Regions from separate parts of the Hordeum vulgare genome. Here regions 1 and 2 are each linked to region 3. A link is a contact called in public Hi-C data. All regions are on one chromosome and are shown on one strand. Each heading gives the region's core, a stretch centred on a gene start, on an enhancer-like site or on the middle of the called end of the contact. The rest is flanking DNA. Distances are from core to core; before and after follow the strand shown.

Region 1 (2,797 bases), core at 58-2,557, 300 kb before region 3:
TCATGGTAGATGTCACTGCATGCCTTGTATAATAGCGAGGTCCATATGGTGCACGCGGACGCAACTTTCAAATGCCTCCATGATGACCTCGTGGAACTGGTCGTAGAGCTCGCCGACATGCTCCGCCGCAGCCGACGAGGCGTCGGCCTCGAGTGACGAGTGCCCGGAAGCCGGGAAGAGACGCTAGGCCACCACAACAACGAAGCCGCTGGTGACGAAGTCGACAAGACTACAAAATACAGACGTGTATGTAGCCACGTCAATGCAATACGCCATGTTGATGCCCCCTGGACAGACGGGTGAGGGCGCTCGCGGGACAAGGAGGCGACAGGAGCGGGTTCTATCCTCTGCCAGCCGAAGCCAAAATGGCGCCATGTTTTGTGTGTGTGTAGTGTGTCTCTCCCTTTGAGGCCTTCAGAATTTAAGCTTAAAAATTGGAATTACAAGGCCTAACTGAAGGGGAAAAAGGATGTATGATCACAAGAGTATAAAGCAGCGTACGGATCCGCCCTGTGTGTCATGGATTTGATGGATGAGATTTTTTGTTTTGATGTAAATCAGAGAGGGATCTGGAGCATGAAGAAAGCACGCATAATGAGATTCCTTTTATTTAACCGTTTATTTATTTTTATTACTAGGTGGGTCCCAGCAAACACTATTAGAAAGATTTTTCTTTTCTCTTTAAGTCAGCGTAAAACTAGATAGAGGGAAATGAAAATGACAGGTGGGGTCGAGGTGCCAATGAAAGTATACTATGATCCTGATCGAGAACGGTATTTGCCGGTGTGCCAAACGTGGTTAGGGTTAGCATTGGTCGGGATTCAAAAATATAGGGTACAAATTTCAGAGATATAAAGGTAAGGTTTAATTTTAACGAGGGATATGAATTCAAGATTTATTTCAGACTTTATTCATTATTAATCTATTATGTCCGTGTTATCTTTTCTCGACATGTGAAATTTACACACTACATTGTATTTACATAACTTCAACAAGGCGTACTAGGCTAGCAGCTCCTTTTGATGTCGTCATCACTCATCACATATCACATCTTTCCACGAATCAACCATACCGATCTACTGCGCCAGCCGTGCCGGAGCCCTCCGTGTGGTCTCCTGTGCCAGCCACTCGTCCCGCTCACAGACGTGCCGTGCCGGCCCATGCCCGCGTGCTCGGAACCCCTGCGCGCTCGCCCACCGTACGTGACGCAAGCGGTGACACACACCGGCCGAACCAAGGCCCAGAATCCTCCAGCCTCTACCTACACTACACCACCCGTTCGGTTCGATCTTCTCTCCCAAGTTCTAGTCAAAACGTAGTACACTACTGTATGGAGTACTAGACTAGACTACTCCGGAAACACACAATCCCGCACCCCTATAAATCCTCACACCCTCACCTCGTCTTCATCCTCACTCATCCCCCACACAGCGCACACAACACAAACACACAAGCACACATCGAACGAGATCCAAACCAGCCAAGAACAATGGCGGGCGAGAAGGGCCTGGTGCTGCTGGACTTCTGGGTGAGCCCGTTCGGGCAGCGCGTCCGCATCGCGCTGGCCGAGAAGGGCCTGCCCTACGAGTACGTGGAGGAGGATCTCATCGCCGGCAAGAGCGACCGCCTCCTCCGCTCCAACCCGGTCCACAAGAAGATCCCAGTGCTCCTCCACGACGGCCGCCCCGTCAACGAGTCACTCATCATCCTCAACTACCTCGACGACGCCTTCCCGGACGCCCCGGCCCTCCTCCCCTCCGACCCCTACGCGCGCGCGCAGGCCCGCTTCTGGGCCGACTACGTCGACAAGAAGGTCTACGACTGCGGCACCCGGCTCTGGAAGGTCAAGGGAGAGCCGCAGGCGCAGGCGCGCGCCGAGATGCTGGAGATCCTCAAGACCCTCGACGGCGCGCTCGGGGACAAGCCCTTCTTCGGCGGCGACAAGTTCGGGTTCGTCGACGCCGCCTTCGCGCCCTTCACCGCATGGTTCCACAGCTACGAGAGGTACGGCGAGTTCAGCCTGGCGGAGGTGGCGCCCAAGATCGCGGCGTGGGCCAAGCGGTGCGGCGAGCGGGAGAGCGTCGCCAAGAGCCTCTACTCGCCCGAGAAGGTCTACGACTTCATCGGCCTGCTTAAGAAGAGGTACGGCATCGAGTAGGCGCGCCGGCGGACCGCCATGCACGCGCAAGCCGGCCGGCCGGCCGGCCTGCCGGAAGGAAGCTACAGATAAAAATTATGGAGCGATTTGGGTGGCCTGCAGTGCGTGCGTTTGGATATTTCTTTCTTTATTAGTGGAATAAATTGTTCGCGTGTGAGTGGTTGGTAGTATATGGTTGGGTCAGGCAGTGTGGGTGCGTGTTGTGCTCTCCTGCTCTATGTGTGTGTCATGTGTCAACCCTGGTCTTCGGTGGGGGCAGCACCGAGTTGCCACCTGCGATTCCATTTCTATACCCGCTCCGTGCGATGAATAAATTAAGAAGGCTGTGAGTCGATTTGATTTGGCCTCACCGTTGGATTTCCATGCTATCGTCTTCTTTCTCTCCCGCTTTCTTCCTCGTCCTGACTCAAAACTCTAGTCAAGCTTCTTTCTCCCCTCTGAAGCGGCCGGCCTCAGCTTCTTCCTCTCATTTGTCAAGCAACGCCGGCGAGACTTCTCCAGCGAGGTTCTACTGACGGCCCAACTCGCCACTGGCCTCCACTCGAGTCAAGGTTCTTCCTCCCCTCTTAAGTGACGCCATGGTTCTACTCTCTCCGATACAAAATAGATGTCACAGTGGAGTACTATATTTTCCGACGA
Region 2 (2,700 bases), core at 189-2,688, 360 kb before region 3:
GGAGGAATAGTACCAACACTATAACTGTTGCTTGCATAATATACAGACTCGGGTACTAAAATGGACTCCCCCGCAAAAAATAAGGATAACGAAATGGACTCAAAGCACAACATTTGGTGTAAGTGTTTCTCTCTCTCTCCCTCCCTCTCTCTCTCTCTCTCCCTCCACATATTTTGAACTATTTACAATAATTTGTGCAAGCATGGAATGGTTTGTACAGTTTAATAAATCTGTACAGTTCCTCAAAAGTGTCCAATAAAACAACCCAGAGCAATTTATAATTGCAAGGCCAGTATAATACTTATGATCAGGTTAAATCTGATGACCACTATTTACATCATCACTGCGCTAAATGTTTATGATAATCTGGTTTGGAACTGAAAAGTGCGAGAACTCGTTCGACCCACACACTCGTTCGACCCACACATGCACGTCTACCTAGTACTTTCTCCGTCTCAAAATAAAAATCTCAACTTTGTACGTACTAAGTTTAAGACACTTATTTTGAAACGGAAGGTGTATGTCATACAATTGTTAAACCAAATTAAAATGGACAGAATAAATATAAATTGCTTACAGGATCCTGGAGAATGCCTCCCTGTTCTCCTTGAGGGTCCACTCATCCTCCGCCCCGGATGCATAGTAGTCGTAGGCCATCTTGGGAAGCTTCTGCTTCGCGATGGCCTGGTACTCCGATACATTGGTGATCGTCTCCCCCATGTTTGCCTCGCTAGCAGCGCCGAGCCCCTCACCACTCTGCAACCAAGAACACAACAGGACGAGCGTGTTAGACAGTAGAGCTAGATCTTCCCCCAAAGCGGCCGTCGTTTACATGCAAAAAACTTTGGAAGATGCAAGTGTGGACGTCCTTTCCTTTAAAGCAACAAGCCAATCGAGCTACTCCAGAAAAAACACTAGTATGATGGCACGTTCCACGGCTAGAGAAACAAAAAAGGACACCTTTCTTGCAGAGTGCATGCAGATGCCCATTTTGTTTCTGCATAAAAGATATAAATACTGCTCTTTCAGCAGAAAGCAAAACCGAGGAAGAATTTCCTAGTAGGAGAAAACAGCGAAACAGACAAACGCGCAATTCATTTCGGCAGAAATGATAAAGGAACATGGTGAAGCTAGCAATGGAACTTTGGAACATCGGCAAGCGCAAAGTTGAGAACAAAGAAACAAACAACAAAGCAATCGGAAACAAAGACAGCTGCAAAAACAATACCCGATCGAGAAGAACACGGACGGAGCTGGATCGGGAAGAAACCGGGGCACATGATGAAGCAATTGAATGAAGAACATGGATTGAATGGCTGGCATCTTTACCTTAGAGGAGGACGCAGGCGCCAGGCGAGGTGGGAAGACGAACGGGAGGGAGTGGTGGGGAGTGCAAGTGATATATAGTAGCCAGGAGATAGCAGATAGGGGGGAGGCTTCAGCTGCGCATGGAGACAAAGATTGCAGGGAGACGTGGAGATTGTTGAGGGGGAAAGGAAGTGGGGGAGGTTACGGATGAGCTATTGGAGGTTGGGATGAAGGGTGCCTCCTCCTACACTGCTTCCTCATCCACTTGACATCATCATCATCACCACCCAAGCCAACGGAGAAGCACAATAAAACATACCCGTTTCTCTCCCTTTTTTTCGTTTTCTTTTGGTGTTCAGTCGCAGCAGCGGATTATCTCCTCCCGGGCTTTTGTCGCGGAAAATTGTAAGAGATGTCGTGGCGACTGAGTTATCTTCGGTGAGCCCGGGTGATCCTTGCCCTTCGGTGGTTAAAAACTTCATTCACACAATACAAGCAGGGTAATTGTGTTTTCAGAAAGTTCATAGTGCTATATCTCATTGAGATTGTGTTTTGGCATGTTTGGTTTGGCTGCTCCATCTTGGTCAGAGACACTGTTGCAACTAGGCAACCTGCATCTTGACAAGAGGATGCCACACAAATATGGGTCAGAGACACAGGATATTACTAACATGGACATAAAGAAGTTAGACTTTATTACAGCAGTTTCCCATGTCAACCAATTTTCAAAAGACAAAGAGCCCAGAGCTATGGTACAAAGCATGCTCGGCATAAACGGCAGTGAGGCACCCTTGTGGTACCCACGGAGGATCAGAAACAACACGCTTCGGCTTCAGAGCTCAGGGCGCATTTCAACTTCACACCAGTTTCAGGCACCACACAACTAACATTTACGAGTAGCAGCACTACCCTCTGTAAGAGCTGAAGAATTTTATCAGCCCCAGCAACTGTTCCAAAGGGAAGGGATATTGTTGCTTAATCATGATCATTCGGCCTTTTGGCGAAAACAACTGTTATAACAATTCCATGCTGCTATCACGAGGAGCACCAGCAAACTCCTGTACTAAAATAAAAAGATAAAAAATTATCATTAGAAAAAATATAATGGAAACCAGTAATATTGTGCACCCCTTCTCCGGACAATGTATTGGGGTAATATTTACTCTATTATCAGGAAAGCCATACTTTACAAGCTCACATTTCTCACAGCAGCAAACTCTTCGGAACAGAAGTGCACATATACTAGGGAAGAAAAGAAATCACAAGAATCAGAGATTACTTGGTTTCCTTGCTCTGGTTCAAATGCCAAAAGCATCCGAACACAAGTCAGTAGATTTCCTTTCTCCCAGTAGCCATAAGCAAACTCATCGTCCTCATCTAACAAAACCTGTC
Region 3 (2,941 bases), core at 221-2,720:
GTCTCAACATTTTTCTGAGGAAGTAACATATAAGTACTAGAAATATTAGGAAGATAGGAAAAGAGAAACTGTAATATGTGTCTGATGTAATCTCAAAGTCCCATACTGAACTCAGTCCGTTATACAAAGAAAATATAGTCCAGACTGTAGTCAGATGACAAGTAAGTAGGAGAAATGAGGTCCGATAAGACACTACCTTCACTTTCTGAATACACTTCTTCGAAATTGAGCTGTCTTTGATATAAGCCTGCTTATTACTTCTGTAAGCATTAGGTAGACAATCAATATCATAGCGGTGAACAACTTCTGCAACCTGCACGCCCAGAGCAGGGAGTGCACATTTAGCATGACAGCCGAACAAATGCCAATTCAGCATATATCAGATAGAAAAGAAATCAATTACTCTGTTTGAAGCTTGAAGGCAAATTAGTCCGACCGGTACAAAAATAATCCCAATTACCAAGAAAATGGCTATCACCTGCAACAATGGAAGTAATGCCATATAAGTTACTAAGAAAGCACATAATGCCATATGTAAAAACCTATGTTTAGTGTCAGTGCCAGCTTACGTATCCTGGTGTCATTGCCGGTTTCCAAGCTGGAAGATCCTGCTGGGTGAATTTATAGAATACTGCAAAACCGACATGATCAACCTAGATAGCATCAGGAAGGAAGAAACTTATAATCTGTAAGCGCGTAAAGGGCATTCACTGTCTCATTGTCTAATAATCAACTTCAACAAATTTGATGCGACAAGCTTGCTGATAGTGCATCAACATTTGCATCTCACTCGATTAAACCTATGCAAATGGCCTCTGGATGCAGCACACTAACATAGCATGCCCACACCTAAGATCACCAAAGTAAAGCGACCACCGTAGCACGCAGAAGTAAATCCATACATAGCAGCTAAGAGGCATTTTGTCGCATAAATTTCTCGAGATCGCAGGAGGCTACCAGCCCTAGCACACGGAACAACCTGCTCGAGCAGATGGAGGCACTACACAGCTCATCAGCGACCGAATCGAAGCGTGCGGCGTGGTCAAAACCTGGCTCACCTCCCGATCTCGCCGGGCGCCCCCCGCGCGGTGCGGAGCCTGCGGACGCCGAGGTGCCCGCCTCGTCCATCACGCCTGCGAGCTCGCCTGAGAAGCCCCTTCCGCTTGCAGGAGTCCGTGCTCGCAGGGTATCGGAGCAGGTCGCGGAGGAGAGATCGGGGGAGAAGAAGAAGCAGAAATGCTGCAGGTGGGAGAGCCCATGGGTCAGGTCAGCACGGAGAGAGAGTGTGACGAGGAATACGGGCCTCAGCTAGGCCCGGTGGATAGCCCGCAAAGGTGGGGGCCATGTCCGGCCCACGTGATGTGGGCTTTGGGTTGAACGGGCCGTGAGGTTGACGGCGTGAGACGGGGCTAACGACCGGTGGCACCGCCGTTAATTCGCTCTGCGCGTCGCGGTCAGGAGCTCATTTCCCCATTCCGCCCCAGGAGAGGGAGGAGCGAGAGGCGCCACAGCGAGCGAGAGAGGGGAGATGCGGGAGGAGGTCAGGAGCTCGTCGGGGGCGGCGGCCGAGCCGCAGGTCGCCGTCGTCCGGTCGTCGTCGCCGCCGCCCACCCCGGTGGCCAGGTACGGTCTCCGTCGCTCCTCGCCCCCCACCCCTTCTCTCCTGGTGGTAGATTCGCCGTATGGAGACGAGAGCTGGATTTGTTTTGGGCACGATTCCTGCGGAGACCTAGGGTAGGACCGCAGGTGGGGTTCGCGGGGTAGCAGGCAGACAGTGTGTGTAGATGTTCGATTATACCATTGGGTAGTAGGAAGGATGGTATGATCTGCAGCCATCACCTTGTCACTCTCCTATAGTCGTATGAGATCCTACATGATTTTGTTTAGGTCTAAGCGGAAGATATTTGGTGGCTCAATCCGTACCCAGTGTTTGAAAATATAGGGGTTTTGCTGTGTATTTTTCTAGTACCTTTTCTTTTATCAGTTATGATGATGAAATAGCATCCAACAAGTTTAGAAAGGAGTAAGGAGAAGGGCTGTCGGGTTCGACGCATGCGCCAATTGCAGTATTTCTCGGTTAGAAGCTACAGCCCGAAAACCTAGTAGCACTATCGTACAACCATACAGGAAAAGTACCACCAGCTGAAGAGACCACAAGCAAACGCAACTAGCCATATTGCACATCTGAAATCATCAAAAATAGGCACCTCACCATCCTGAACAGAGGTTTCAGCAGATTCCTGAGCAAGTGAGCATCTTGATAACAAACCAGCTGCCGTGCCTTCTGCATCAGTTGTTCTGTCCCTGGTTGTGAACCCCAGGATTTTGGTTGTCTAATGGTCGTCGCCTCTGTAAAGTGGGAAAAGATGATGCACTGTGCCTGGAACTGGATGATACAAAACCTTATGCTATTCTTGGAGCTTGCGATGCCAAATAGTTTCTCAGACCTGGGTCTGCAGTGCTGCTATTTCTGCTTGTTAGAATTCTTAAAGCTTTACAAGTGTTTTTCCCCTATAGATTTGTTTGGAGGAAAAAACTTATTTCAGTATCATCTTTTTGCAATTTATTAGGGTTCGGCCAGGTGGCCAATACTTTGTTGAGAGTCTTGTCATAAACTCCTAACTTTCAATTGATCGCACTGAACCCTTTTTTCCTTTCTCAGTTCTGCTGGTGCCTCATCACCTGCTATGCAAATTAATATAGTAAGCATAGATTGGCTGGGTAACAGACAGGCTTCCAGGGTTGATTCCTCATCACACGTTGCACCACATGCCTATGGGCCTGCTCATAGCTTTGATGCTGCTGGAACTGCTTTGGATTCTGCACCATCTTGTAGACCATGGGAGCGTGGAGACTTACTTCGTCGACTGGCAACATTCAAACCTTCAACTTGGGATGCTAAACCGAAGGTCATCTCTTCTTTCTTGTTTATAGGAATTTA

Evidence for each region. A called contact is a pair of places that touch in the nucleus more often than the background predicts.
Region 1: a contact with region 3 is called in a Hi-C map of seedling, with 2.9 times the contacts expected there. The contact joins the promoter of LOC123452577 here to the promoter of LOC123452569 in region 3. A contact is called at or near these places in 1 of 6 Hi-C or Micro-C datasets (seedling) and 1 of 1 datasets of contacts at active chromatin or transcription factors (embryo).
Region 2: a contact with region 3 is called in a Hi-C map of seedling, with 3 times the contacts expected there. The contact joins the promoter of LOC123452579 here to the promoter of LOC123452569 in region 3. A contact is called at or near these places in 2 of 6 Hi-C or Micro-C datasets (leaf and seedling).

What each region holds. Positions count from the first base shown.
Region 1 is chr5H:541,721,198-541,723,994 of MorexV3_pseudomolecules_assembly, reverse strand. LOC123452577 (probable glutathione S-transferase GSTU1) reads left to right here and starts at 1,307. Exons shown (of 1, transcript XM_045129254.1): 1 at 1,307-2,519. The coding sequence starts at 1,490. The coding sequence ends at 2,158.
Region 2 is chr5H:541,777,125-541,779,824 of MorexV3_pseudomolecules_assembly, reverse strand. LOC123452579 (peroxisomal (S)-2-hydroxy-acid oxidase GLO1) reads right to left here and starts at 1,438. Exons shown (of 9, transcript XM_045129255.1): 1 at 1,330-1,438; 2 at 578-756. The coding sequence starts at 720. LOC123452580 (peroxisomal membrane protein 13-like) reads right to left here. Exons shown (of 5, transcript XM_045129256.1): 5 at 2,456-2,700.
Region 3 is chr5H:541,416,263-541,419,203 of MorexV3_pseudomolecules_assembly, reverse strand. LOC123452569 reads left to right here and starts at 1,470. Exons shown (of 8, transcript XM_045129242.1): 1 at 1,470-1,623; 2 at 2,663-2,909. The coding sequence starts at 1,529. It overlaps LOC123452571 (putative ALA-interacting subunit 2), which reads right to left and starts at 1,256. Exons shown (of 9, transcript XM_045129244.1): 1 at 1,059-1,256; 2 at 570-631; 3 at 404-478; 4 at 197-313. The coding sequence starts at 1,128.